Linked DNA regions of Mus musculus: region 2 is linked to region 1. The links are chromatin contacts, called in public HiChIP or PLAC-seq maps. All regions are on one chromosome and are shown on one strand. The core of a region is the stretch at or near the end of the contact, and the rest is flanking DNA. Distances in the headings are between cores, read along the strand shown.

Evidence for each region. HiChIP or PLAC-seq counts read pairs in DNA pulled down with a chosen protein or histone mark.
Region 2: a contact with region 1 is called in a FOXA1 HiChIP or PLAC-seq map of pancreatic cancer cells. The contact joins two enhancer-like sites. A contact is called at or near these places in 2 of 115 datasets of contacts at active chromatin or transcription factors (double positive thymocytes and pancreatic cancer cells) and 1 of 9 other capture datasets (embryonic stem cells).

Annotation. Positions count from the first base shown.
Region 1 is chr15:57,738,932-57,746,061 of GRCm38.p6, reverse strand. The region is part of intron 1 of Zhx2 (zinc fingers and homeoboxes 2); the gene reads right to left. Among named protein-coding and RNA genes, the nearest start is that of Zhx2, 48 kb to the right of the region's middle. Within about 2 kb of position 3,996, at least 4 of the 459 cell types and tissues checked have an H3K27ac peak or open chromatin away from gene starts, as enhancers often do. A contact at or near this core is called in pancreatic cancer cells, where this site is marked.
Region 2 is chr15:57,945,215-57,952,344 of GRCm38.p6, reverse strand. Tbc1d31 (TBC1 domain family, member 31) reads right to left here. Exons shown (of 21, transcript NM_001081396.2): 11 at 3,263-3,396; 12 at 1,237-1,370; 13 at 533-712. Among named protein-coding and RNA genes, the nearest start is that of n-TMcat16, 27 kb to the left of the region's middle. Within about 2 kb of position 2,599, at least 27 of the 459 cell types and tissues checked have an H3K27ac peak or open chromatin away from gene starts, as enhancers often do. A contact at or near this core is called in pancreatic cancer cells, where this site is marked.

The sequences.
Region 1 (7,130 bases), core at 2,747-5,246:
GGGCCTTTGGGTGGAATGGAACTCTGAACCCTTGTGATCCGTGTTGACATTACTGTAAATTTTACTGGGTTCCATCTAGACAGAAGCCATCACAAGGCAAAGGTTATTTGAGGCCTACGTACAATATCAAAAAAAAAAAATCCACTTTCAAGCGTCAGCAGTGGAAAGATCCCTTAAGACTGGCACAAGAAAAAAGTTACCCAAAGGCCGTAACATTAGAAGGTAGGAGGACATCGGGGCTTTTGTTTGGTTTTGGTTCCAGGCCCAGCATTCTGAGAGGGGTTATTAATTACTCCCTGGCGACAGAAGGAACACAGGGCTTCTCAAAGCCGATGGAAGGAATCCTCACAGACAGAGTGAGAGGGGGCTGGGCTTGAGAGCCTCACCGAAGGCATTGATTGCACGCCAGGAGCAGGCCAGTGACCCGCATGCTCCAGAGAAGCCAGAGAATGGGGCGCACTCTTCCCTGAGGAAACAAGTGCCCACGTGCGGGTTCAGTGCTTACACGGCTGCTTCCTACAGAACTCCCAGGAATGTCTGACTCTCCTCTAAGGCTGCTCTTCTCAAGACTCCCACCACCTCCCAACTTGGCACCCAGAAGCCTCTGTGGCTCTCCTCCTTGCCAACGATATTCATCCAACCCACCGGAAGGACTGCTTCTCGCCTTCCGCCCAAATCCACTCAGGGCTCTCTCCATCAGCGTTGCTGTCATCTCTGGCATGCATGTCCACAGCAGCCCCCTGAAGGGTCGTCCCCTCCACACCCCTCACCTCATCTCCCCTTCTGTGGTTCCTCTTCAGCTATCCTCCCTGTTCCCCGCCCCCAGCTCCCTCCCCCATAATAGTCATCTCAAAATGGAGATCAGACACAACACTCTCTGAAACCTGTGAAGGCTCTCATTGAATATAGGACTCATCCCACAGTCCTATAAGGTCCAGCCCGAGGCTCCTATCTGTCTGTCTGTCTGTCTGTCTGTCTGTCTGTCTGTCTGTCTGTCTAGCTCAGAATCCTAGATGGGCAGAATAATCCCGCCCCTAGGCTGGCAGACTGAGAGCAGGACTAGACTGTGTAATTGGGCTTTTGTTGTTGTTGCTGTTGCTGCTCCGTTCAGGGAACTGGGACCTGGTCGTTAGAGAAGCAAGCACCCTACCATTGAATTTTTCTGCTCCGGCTTAAAATTGTACTTTTGTATTTTATCCCTCTCAATCACTCCAGGGTTCTTGTATTGTATTGCAATTTTCTCAGCTTTTCTCCGAGCAGGATACTATTGATGATTACCATGACAGTATCAACATTGTTGCAAAAGTTCTGGTTTGCGCTGCTTGGACCCCAGGCAATGTTTGTTCTTCCAGGGGAGTAGAAGTAAAAGCAGTTCTAGAACACAGCCCTCATAGGTTACTGGGGGCCTAATGAGATCCTTAAATTATCAGCCAGGTCATTCCCTCAAGGTAATAACAAAAGTATGCTCTTTAGTGTCCTCTCTGGTATCTTCAACAGCACCTGATAACTTACCCTCAGTCCTTGTATTGAGCACTTCTTGAGGTGAGAAAGTCAGAGCACAGAGAGATTAAGTGACTCACCCAAGGTCATAGTGCTGGTGAGACACTGTATTCTAATTGTCCTCTGTTTGCTGTGTTTATTTGTTGTTGTTGAGCCCAGGCTAACCTCAAACTCATTATATGACTGAGTTCCAGATGGTCCTACCTCAGCCTGAGTGCTCAGATTACAAAAGGGTGGCTGGCTGCAGGAGTGAGCTTTTTAATGCACCCCTTTGCATCTAGAGGCTCTTGGAGAAGGTGATATAGCCATGACTTTCAATGCCAATTTCAACGGCAACAATTCTATCAAGCTGCCTTCCAAGAAATGGGCACAACCCATCTAGGACCAATGTAAGCCTATGATTAAAACCAGAAAGATAATGAACACTCAGAAGCCACTGTGTAAAGGGCTCCCACTGGCTCAGAGGCTCGTGGCTGGAAAGGCATGTCCTTCTTCTTTCATGACTATTCCTTGCAGACAGCAGGGGAGAGAGAGAGAGAGAGAGAGAGAGAGAGAGAGAGAGAGAGAGAGAGAGGACAGAGGGAGAGAGAGAGATTGAGAAGAAGGAGGAGGAGGAGGAGGAGGAGGAGGAGGAAGAAGAAGAAGAAGAAGAAGAAGAAGAAGAAGAAGAAGAAGAAGAAGAAGAAGAAGAAGAAGAAGAAGAAGAAAGAAGGAGGAGGAGGAGAGGGAGGGAGGGAGGGAGGGGGGAGGGAGGGAGAGAGAGAGAGAGCGCTACAAAAGACATAGGCACTTTAGATGACGGAGGTTCCAGCCAGATGTGAAAACTGTAAGTAGCAATGTGTGAATGTGTGTGTGTGTGTGTGTGTGTGTGTGTGTGTGTGTGTGTGTGTGTGAGAGAGAGAGAGAGAGAGAGAGAGAGAGAGAATGTGTAAAGAGGATGTAATTTTCTCTCCCATTACTCTGGATCTTTACAAATCAATGCAGTTCCTCTTAATATGAATTCTCACAAATCAGGGAATGAGAAACTCCCCCATAAGATGCATGCCACTAGATTATGATCCAAACTCCTCCACATCAACTGGGCAAGTGTTTTCAGGTGCCAAGAACTCCTTTCCCAAGTCCCTTATAGGCAAACAGACCACCAGTCAGGCTGGAATGTCTCAAGGCCAGGGGGTTCCCTTGATCTGGCCACCATTGGCTTTCACATCTAAGCAGGTAGGCTGGGGATGTATTACCTACCCATCTTCCCGACAGTCCCTTGGACCAGGGATCCATTCATAGTGGCTTACATAGTGAGTTATCAATCAATGCTGTCCTACCATGGGGTCAAAGGCCACTACTGATTTTCGGTGAACCAATGGAAGGTTCTTCAAATCAGAAACATCACTCCACCCTGAGGACTTCTTTCTAAATCTTATTACAAGTCTCACGATAGAATATCCCTAACTTAGGCAAAGAGAGGTCTGGTAGACTATGAAAAACATCCCAGACTGTGTTTAGGAGATTCTTACTGCATCTGTGATGTGTATAATCTTGTGTGACTACTTATTCTCCTTGACCTTTGACTTGTGAATCTTTAAGTCCTGAGTAACAATGAGAACTGTTGATGATATAGTAGTAATAGGGTCTTGTAGATAGGGTCAGAGGTAAACAATAGTCATATTTGTAATTATTTCAGTACTTTTATTTGGTCTGTGTATGTTTGTGTGTGTTGTATATATGTGTCCACATGTATGTGTGCATATGTGCTTATCCACGTGTGTGCATATAGAGGCCACTGTTCAACATTTAGTATCTCCTATTTGCTCCCCATCTTGGTGTGTGTGTCTTTCCACAGTGTCAGAAATTATTAAATAACAGTAAATTCACAACATTTAGAGGCATCAGCGAGGGCAATTATCACGAAATCCACCTATCTTGGTACCCTGATCAAGCTAATGTAAGTTCTTTATTCTAACATTACTTAAGAACATTCACTCTGATAAATGCTTCACATGGCACACAGCAGACATATCTATATCTATATGGGTTGCAGAATGAATGCAAGTTAAGGCTATAGCAGAATTGGAAAGGTCTTAGAAGTGAGATCTGCCTCCGCCTTTGTGGTTACAGGCACACACTCCCATGCCCACATTCTGTTAGTGTTGCAGATCTGAACTTGGGCTCTTGTATTTGCACAACACATACCCGACACACTGAGCCAGCTCCCAGCCCTACTGTAGTAGTTTAGAAGGTTCCTCTTTAAAAGTTCATGCACAGCTGCCTGGGAATCAGGATCCCACCACTCACTTGCTACTTGGGTTTGCAGGGAATGAGCTGAGACAGTGACCCTCTCAGAGTGACCCCACTTTATGTGAGAACTTGGTAGAAGCATCAAGACTGGTAGACTCACCCCTGACCATGGAAGCAGAAATTCTGAGGGTAGGCTCTGCCCTATGACAAGGCCCAAGTGAGAGAGATGCACACTGGAATCTGAGAACTACTGGACTTTGGTCATCAGGAATCCTGTGGTGTATGTAAGACAGAAGGCAAGTGACCGGGTTCTCTCTTGTGGGCTATGCAGAGTCAATAGGTTCTGGGGTAGTGGCCAAGACGTAACAAGCTCCCCAGATAACTGTTGCGCACACATTGAGTTTACTGGAAGAAAGAAAGAAGGGACCCAAAGCAGGAGGTGGTGGGGTGGGGTTTGAGGACAAGGACAGAGACCTCAGACTGAAGTACTAAGGTGTTCTCAGCCTCAGTTCTATAGAGCTGTGGCATGGAATCTCTCCTCCAATGTCTTCACTTGCCAGCTAGGGAAACAGAGTTCTCAAGAAAAAAAATGGCTTTTCTAAGTCTGTATGACACACACCAGGCAGAGCTAGGATTAGAGAGCCAGGGATTTGCCACCTGCTTGGCGTCTCCAAGATCTGGCTCTGCAGCCCAGCATTGTGCATATATACATTTCCTAGACACCTGGATGGGCTTGGTATCTGCCCTCACATAACAGGGCAAGGTTGGCTCACCCCTCAGGGCATCAGGAAGTGTAAAATGGGTGTAATGTTTGCCCTTACAGAGCTGCTGGATTAGGTCAAATGCGATCATATACAAGGAGGTGGGTCCCATGCTATCCATCAGCCCTCCCGGAATGCAGAAACTGAGGCTGCGTGATGACACCTGCCAGAACCATCTGTAATATAGCCAGAGCGATAAGCACACTCAGAGACACTGGAGCTTGGCCATATACCCGGTGTGAACTCTGACCCTGTTCAGGGAACCCTGGGCCTGAAGGGCCACTCTCATCCCAATACCCAGGCTATGCAAGCATCCCTTTTGTGCTCATCCCATACCCAGGCTATGCAAGCATCCCTTTTGTGCTCATCCCATACCTAGGCTATGCAAGCATCCCTTTTGTGTTTCCTTTGTAGCTCCTGCTGGACTGAGCAGTCCACAGGTAGAAAGTGGAGTTGCATTTGTATCCTCAGGAGGTCTGGCACCTCCAGAGAGTGCTCAGGAAATGGTGGTTTCAGAGAGGGAGGACCTGGAACGGGTTCCTGGGGAGCAAATACATCAGGGATTCCTAGGACAGCCTCCTGGAGAAACAATCATGTCTTCCAGAATGCTGGGACCCAGTGTCAACCGGTCTGCCTGGCTCATGGTTTCCTGCAGAGAACAGTCAGTGGAGACAGCAGGAGGAGCCATAGGAAGGAGGCAGGAGCCATCTGCAGGACCCTATGCTGCTCAACCAGAGACTAAGTGCAGGGTGTACAGCACATGCTGATGACCAAGACAAGGCTCTTCTGGTATTAGTTCTTCCCGTCCCTCCCTCTATCCTGGTGTGAAGCGTCAGAAGAGGTATCTAGAGATACCAGAGCCTGGGGAGTGAAGACTCCTGGGCAAGTAGACAGGACATTGGCACTCTGCCTTTGTTCTAGTCTGGATGTTGACTGTCCCCTGTGGCCCAAAGCTCAGTATGTATCCATCCATTGTACCACACGTGATGGGACGTGTTCTGGAGTTGTATGGAAGAGCTTATAGGGAGGGCCTTAGGTCACTTATATACCACTGAAGAGGACCACTGAATGAGAATTCTCTCATCCTTTACTCCCCAACCATGAGCTATGTAGTTCATCTTGACCAATGCTTCCGTTATCACCACCGCCGGCATGTCCATCAGAGGCCCAAAGGCATAGTTCTTAAACTAGAAGCCCCCAAACCGTGAGCCACCTTTTTCTCTCCATAGGTTAACCATCTGCAGTATTTCACTCCAGTGGCAGAGCTGACTAGTAGCCCTGAAGATCTATGATGGCTTTGGAACCCTTGGAAAGGTTCTGAGAGACTAGGGATGGGCAGTTTTCAGTTCTTCCCTAAAGATAAAGCCAACAGCACAGGCAGGAGCTGGCCACCACTGGCCCAGCAAAGCAAAGCGCATCCAAAGCTGATCCTATGGCTTGGTCATTGACTTTCTATGAAAACTGTCAGTAGCATCCGAGACCGTGAAGCCCGTCACTGCGCATGTTTATTATGTTCTTGACAAATGCTTTCCATTCATGGAGTTGATTGCTCCTCACAAAGGCCTTTTTGAGGCAAATGCTATCATTATTCCCATTTGAAACTGGAGAAACAGATGGGCAGAGAAGTTAACCCTGGGACCGTGGACTGTTGGTGGGGAGGGAGGGAGGCTGGATTTGAACATAGGCCATCAGCTTTAAAGCCTACCGATTTCCTTTGCACATTGCTGTGCAGACAGTTCTGTGTTTCCAGTTGGGAAAGATGGAGGGATAGAGGAAAGACAATTGGCGCCAGCAGCCATTTGCCATGCTGAAGGCATTTGGGAAAGGAAGCTGAAGGAAACACAGATTCATCGATTGCCAGACTATTCCCAGTTCAGGAAACACATCCCAGTAGGCGAAGCCCCATAGACACTAAGGTGTTAGCTTTGGACAACCTAACTCTAGACCAATTGGCCCATGTAGCAGTTTTTTCAGTGGGAGCAGGCAGCTGCTCTGGGTCCATTGTATCATCTACTTAGGCAGGTTTAGAGCATTCTTCCTTCTTCCCAACACATGCATGGACCAGATAAGCATGGTTCTGTCGATGTCCACAGTTTGGACAATCCACATTTTAAAAGATCATGTCTCTCATACATCAGTTAACTTCCCCATTGACAAAACGGCCCAACACATGTATAGCCAAACACAAAGACTGGAGTTTGTGAGCTGAACAAGCTAACTACTGTTATCTTATTCTAGCCCAGAACAAAACCAAGACAGTTCTTCTGCCTGCCACGAGCCTGTGACATTTTAAGTTGTCAGAGCCACATAACCTTGCATCTTTTACAGTTGCCACTGGTTTCTGGAAAGTCATGTGGGGTTTTAGGAAAACATCAGTCTAAAGAGTCTTAGGTCTCTCTGACACGAAGCCCTACAATCCTAAAAAATCAGTGTGTGTGTGTGCTTTGCTAATGGGAACAGGTCACTGCCAGACTTATTTTTGTCCCTCTGTGTAGTAAGCAGGAAGGACCCCTCGAAGTCCAAAGGAGGCCACACGAGGACACGAGCTGGGCAGGCCTCTGCCACTTTGCACTGGGTGTGGAAAACACATGGAACTCGTTGGGCCTGAGAGCTAAAAATATAAACAAGCCGAAGAAA
Region 2 (7,130 bases), core at 1,350-3,849, 210 kb before region 1:
CAGAAAGGCCTGCCCTGAGCCTCATGCTGGCCCGTGTAACAGAGGGAGTTTGAAGCCTCCCTCTGGGCTACAAGGTCATGACAAGACACTGTCTCAAAAACACAAAACCAGCCAAGCACAATGAAAGTCTAAGTACTCGTCTACACACATTTCCAGACAATCACAGACCAGAGGGGCCACTGATGAGATCATTCTAACAATGAGCAACAAGTGGTCAATGCTCTTTACAACGGAGAAAATAAACACAAAGCAGTTATAACAACCTGCTTGCCAAGAATCTACGCAAGGTCAGGGGTGTGGTCTGACTTGTTATCTATTCTATCCCTACCATCTGGCATCAATGCCCAGTACAAGCAGGTGCTCAGCTGGGATGAGCTGCGCAGTGTGAACCCCCGAGACTGGAGAACGTCTTGTGTGGGATGTGTTTTGATGAGCGGTGCGCTGGAACCCTCGTGTGAGCTAGGCAAGCATGCCGCCACTGACGATACATGCAGCCTCGAGAACCTTCTCTTATGGATGAGAGGGGATTTACCTCAAAGTCATTCTTAAGAGTACAGTTGAGCAAAGGCGCTCTGGAGCAGGTACTGTAGGCCACCACAGTCATCAGGAGGAAGGAAGGGTGATTGGAGAAGATGTTATCGAAGAGGCGGAGCCACTCCTCTCTCGTCAGCACTTCTGAGAACAGTGTTTCCAGGAGAGGCCAGGCATACACCTAAAGCAGGCAAGAAATGACGGATACCATTCCAGTATTCTAAGTAAGAGTCAAAGCGTTCATTGCCAAGTTAAGTTATGCAGCAATTATATTACTAAAAGCACTACATTAATTTAGACAACACTTCTGCGTCCCCACAGGCTAGAGACTAAAACCAGGCTTAATGCACACGAAGCAAGGGCTCCTCTGAGCTACAGCCTCAGCTCCTATTTGGCCTCTCTCTGCAGGTCGGCTTTCAGGAGGGACCTTAATAAAGAATGGCAAATTGTTAAAAACACACACTGTGGGCAGCAGGACAGCTCAGCAGCCCAGCTGTTTGCCAACAAGGGGATGACTTGAGTGTAAGCCCTGCACACAGGCCCACAGATATACGCACACGCAAACACATGTGTGCACACACACATTCCCACATGCACACAATAAATTAAAAATTATATTATTTATTGGGGACATCGTGTTTTATCCATTCAAGAATCAACCTTAGCTCCCAAATAAATGCTCCTCTGCAGCCCTTCTATTCTTACCTGGGAAGTTATATCACGATCTATGAAGTGCTGCAGCAGCTCCTTGTCATGAAATGCCAAAACATTTTCTATCATGCTAAGAATGTTGATAGGAGGATTAGGAAAGTACTCAAACCAATGTTGACACCAATTGACTACAGAGGGAAAAAAAATCAGAAAATCAGTCTTTAAATACTTTTATTACTATAGACGGAATTTCTACAGTCACAATGTGTCTGTTTATATGTATATATTCATATTCCCACGCTAGTCTTACACTTCTGATCCACCTATGTCAGCTTACCTAACGTTGTAATGTTGGGGCTTTTTATCTTTAGTACTGTGGGTCGGACATAAGGGTCGTGCGTGCGAGGCACTGCCCTAGCCCTAAGCTACCTCCCAGCCCTTTTACTCATTATTTGTTTATTTAGTTGTAGGTTTTAAGGCATGTGCTGAACCTGTGGTCTATCTGCCTCAGCCTCTGGGCTAGCTGGGATCGCAGACCTATACCATCAGACTTGGTTAATCCCCCCCCCCCCCCCTCAATATGCTTGTGAATAGAGACAAGATCATGTAACTGCTTAACTGCTAGAACATGAGGTTCCAAACTCACACTGATGGTGGCTCTTCTCACCTCATTTAAACCTTTCCTGGAAATGTCCTCACAGAGAGGCCCAGCAGTTTGTCTCGATGACTTTAAGTCCGGTCAAGTTGACCATAGGATAAGCCACAACACATAGCCTTTGCTAAGACAATCCCTTTGTTAATCAAAGACAGCAAAACAGAAGTCATCAGGAACCAGAACGTCCAGTATGCTGGATTAGGAAGTGTGTGTGTGTGTGTGTGTGTACATACATGCTTTTATTGACACATATCCAACCACTGCCCTGCTAATGAATAAAGAGAATTTGCCAATGTGCCAAGTGGCGCTCCACTCCACAGACGGAGCCCTAGGTGTAATAAAAGAACAAGCACACGGTGCATCGGCACTAATGCATGCTTCCTGTTGCCTGCCTGCCTACAATGCAGTGTGACTGGCTGCCTCACTCTCTGCTGCCGTGACTCCCCTCCCACGATGTAGCAGGAAGTCAAATGTTTTTCCTTAGTTACTAAAGTAATCGAAGGAACTTATCAGAGTAACAGGGAAAGCCACATCCCTCAATGTTACGACCTCCTATCTCAAAATTATCAACAGAAGTTTCATTAGCAAAGTATCATATAGTTTACAAGAGCTATTACTTCATTTATTACAGGACAGTTAGCCTTGAGCTAGTAATTAGGCCAGAGGTAAAATCTGGCAAAGATTTCAACTTCTTTAAACTGCTGTTGTTAGAGTGAGTCACTTTACACACAATGAGTGACCCGGAGCACACTGTCTTAACCTAGCCTCAGAATTAGAGGTCTGTGTGCCTCGGTCTCATCTGTAGGGGGCAGCCATGGCTACTGCACAGGGTAGTGATGAAGGAAAAAGGAGGCAACAAAAGTGAACTGAGGACAATGTGTCCTACAAACTGTTCAGTTCTGTGAGCCTCAGAGGGGCGTGAGGGCAGCAGCCAGCACCTGAGCACGAACGGCAGGCACTGTCAGCAGGCACTGAACGGCAGGCACTGGACAGCAGGCACTGAATGGCAAGCATTGGACAGCAGGCATTGACAGCAGGCACTGACAGCAGGCACTGACAGCAGGCACTGAATGGCAAGCATTGGACAGCAGGCATTGACAGCAGGCACTGACAGCAGGCACTGACAGCAGACACTGAATGGCAGGCACTGACAGCAGGCATTGACAGCAGACAATGGCCAGCAGGCACTGCTTGCCAAGTGCTCAATCCTGCAGCAGTCCCATGAAAAGCAACCAACCCCCAGTAGGTACAAGATTGAATTCTTTCTGACAGAACCCAGCCCAGAACAATAAATGCTGTCTAAGAAATTCAACTCTCCGCATTTTCTTGTAAAGGTTTCCCTGACCACTTTTTGCTCTAAATGTGACTCTTTTATACTTCTTGACCTATTAAGAAAAAAAAAATCTAGATTCCTGAAGTACTTACTTATGAGAGTAGCCACAACTTCAAAACAGATGAGCTGATTGTTCTGGAATAATTTTACAAATGGAAATGCCAAGAGTGGAAGGTATGGTGTGTCACTGAAGATTGCAGACCAGTGAGCTAATGCAGAGAGGGTTCTGGAAGGAAAAAAAGGCCAGAAAGCAAGAGCATGATTCAAGTATGTCTGAGGAGATGACTCAGACTTGGTGGAGGCTCTCTCCCATCCTCAGCACACAGCTCGTCTCCTTAGAAGCGCTGGGTATGGTGGTGCACGCACACCTTAGATCCCAACAATGGAGGAGCAGAGACAAGCAGGTCTCTGGGAGTTCGAGGCCAGCCTGGTCTACACAGCGAGGTCTAGGCCAGCTAGGGCTACAGAGTGAGACCCTGCCCCTCCCCCCAAACACCCCAGTCTCCCCCCACACAAATGGTGGCGTTACATAGACACTGTCCTGTGCCTTACTTGAAACGTTTACATCAGGATGTACAGCATTTTAATCAGGATCTTTTGAGCTAGGAAGATCCACCTGTAATCTGGGCCCTACCTTCTGGTGACAGCATATATAAAGGACGTTGAAAAAGGAAGCTTGTTCTCTTTGCTTACTTGCTGGCAAGTCCATTCCTTCACTGGCATCAAAGCCGACTTTCTCAGGATTCTGGAGGATACTGAAGACCAGCTGAGACACCCAGCCTCACCTCCTGGACTGAACAGCTACTGGAAACTTGGACTTCCCATTGGCAGACAGCTATTACTGGACTAGATGGACCACAAGCCTGTGAGGTACTCTACTAAATCCCCTTTCTCAGTGTGTGTGTGTGTACCTACGCACACATACGTATTCATATCCATTCTATCAGCTCTGTTCCTCTAGAGAGCCCTGACTCATACACATTTCTGTCAAACTTTTAATCTAAGTGGGGGCTGGAGAGGTGACCCGGCCATTCAGAGTGCGTGCTGCTCCTACAGAGGATCCAGGATCTTCCCAGTGCTCCCCAGTGTGTCTGTTCCACACAATTATCACACAAAGGTACATACATGGATTATCGTTGTGACCTGTCATGCACCGTTATCCACGTCCGACAGAAGACCCTGCCTCCACCACTTATACTACAGTCTGCTAAAGCGAGTCTTTAATATATCATTGTATTCCTTAATAGTTAAGTACCCATCTTTAATATAATGAGAAAGCAGGGGAGGGCGTGGCAGTGCTGGCAAGATGGCTTAGCAGGTAAGTGTGCTTGCCCTATAACCTGGTGACCTGAGTTCAATTTCGGGAACTCACATAGTGGACCGAAAGGAGCAACGCTCACAGCCCCTTATCTCCACATGTATGCACAGCAAACACACATGCACATGCACACATACTCCATAAATACATAAATAAGTAAATAAATAAATGTGATTTCAAAAAAGTTTTAATTAAAAAACAACCATTTTCTTATATAGTAACATAATGATAATACTTAAAAAATAAACATGGGGCTGGAGAGACAGCTCAGCGGTTAAGAGCACTGCCTGCTTGCTCTTCCAGAGGTCATGGGTTCAATTCCCAGCAACCACATGGTGGCTCACAATCATCTTTAATGGGATCCAATGCCCTCTTCTGGTGTGTCTGAAGATAGCTACAGGTACTCTTATAAATGAAATAAATAAATCTTAAACAAACAAACAAACATGGTTTCTTCAGTACAACCCATAGGCTGGCAAGTCTCAACTTTCTGCAATAGCAGAATTAAGCTAAAAACAATAATTCTCTTTCATTAAGTCATAATTTTAAATTAAATTTATAAAACAAATAAGAGTAAATGAGGATTTTATTTCCTGTGTAATGAGTACTTTGCCTGGTGCCCTCGAAGGCCAGCAGAGAATGTCGGGCTCCTTGGACTGGAGTTACACATGGCTGTGAGCTGCTGTGTGGGCCCTCTAAGGAGCACACAGTGCTCTTAGCCACCCAGCTATCTCCCTAGCACCTAACTTTGAACTTTTAAATTAAAACATAGAAAAACAAACCTGGTGTGATGGCCTCTCCCTCCGAGCTCAGCCCGTGGAGGCCTGAAGCAGGAACATGGAGAGCTTGAGGCCAGCCTGAATACGTGCTAAGTTCCAGGCCACAGTGAGCTAGAGAGTGAGAGTCTGTCTCACAGAAAAGAAGTTAAAATAAAGAAATTGGGGCTGGAGAGATGGTTCAGAGAGTAAGAGCACTGACAGACTGCTCTTCCAAAGGTTCTGAGTTCAAATCCCAGCAACCACATGGTGGCTCACAACCATTTGTAATGAGATCTGACACCCTCTTCTGGTGTGTCTGAAGACAGCTACAGTGTAGTTACACATAATAAATAAATAAAAAAAATGAAAATCAAAAGAAAACATGAAGATTATAACTTGAAGTATTTATACAGAATTATAATTAAAACAGTAACTTTAATTATAAATGGTATATACAGAATGATTTTATGCATCAAACTTACTACATCTTATGAAAACTCTTGCCACCTTAGCAGAGTTTAGGAAATTGTCTTCAGGAAGAGCCCGTCCACACACAACGAGAGCATTTCTCTGACCATCTGAATCATCAGATAAATGTCAGCATTTATTTATTGACAAAATCAATTCTTGATTTCCTACGATGGGATCAACAGAAGGAATATGTAGCCTGTTCATCCTCTGAACACATGCAAGTTAGCATTGCAGAGGAATGGGTAAAAACATTCATTGCTGAAGTAGTATATTCCTCCCAGGGCTTCCTGCCAAAGTACTTGCAGTGTTTAGCTCTGCAAACTTGAATCCAAGAATCAAAGGCAAGGCACGAGGGTATTCCAAAAATATCTGAACGATAGTGTTCTTTTATGAAGACTTACTGTGCACAGCAGGCAAGCATACTAAATGTAGTAAATAAGTCTTCACACCAGCTGATATTTCATCACATTCAAAGGCAATAAGTTAAAACGTAAGGTACATCAGCTTTTTAAGAGTATGTATAGGCAAAGGTAATTAACTCAGCACCTTGTAAGAGCAAGAGACTGGAAAAGATCCAAATGTTCCCTAGCAGGGACAGGGCAATGAATCATGTGACAGGCACAGGCAGCTGGAGTCAGATACAGCACGTTTCTGCATGCTTCAAAATGTTCTCACCTTGAAGCAGGGTCTAGAAATGTGTGAGATGTAGAAACAGTTGTATAGGGGAAAGCACAAATACACATGCGGTTATGTAATGTTTGCAGACAGTATTACTAATGGAGAAACAAGGTGGAAGGAAAAGAAGCCAGACTGGCTTGAATAAACCTTATGAGAGTATAAAACAAAATAAAGTTTAAATTAAACAAAAATTTCAGGGGCTAGCAGACAGGTCAGTGACCCCGTGTTCAGCCTCCAGTGAAGAGGAAACAGTACTGATTGAACCAAAAGCACTGGAAATGAACGGGACAAATTAAGCTAACCATGCAGTAAATGTGTGCCATTAGCATAGAAATGGTTACATCATTTTAAAATAATAATTTGATTATACATGCTGTAAGTTATAGTCTAGGGGAAAAAAATCTAAAAATCATTTGAACTTTTTCAATAATCATAACATGAACCAGGTTTGGTGATACAAGCCTGCAGAACCTGAGGCAGGTGGATTGTCATGAGTTAAGGCAAGTTTGGCTTACATCCCATGTGCGGGGCCAACCAACCACTCAAAACAATCATGTGAGATCTAGCAGTCCCATTATCAGTACACTACAGAGTTTATATACACACCACACCAAGTCTGAAGTCAGGGTATATTTGGGAAAAGCGGCTGTAGATGTCGTACCTCAGTTGCAGGGCACTCATCTACCATGCCAAAGGCCCTAGGTTTGATCCCAGCAACATATACAGACTTGCATG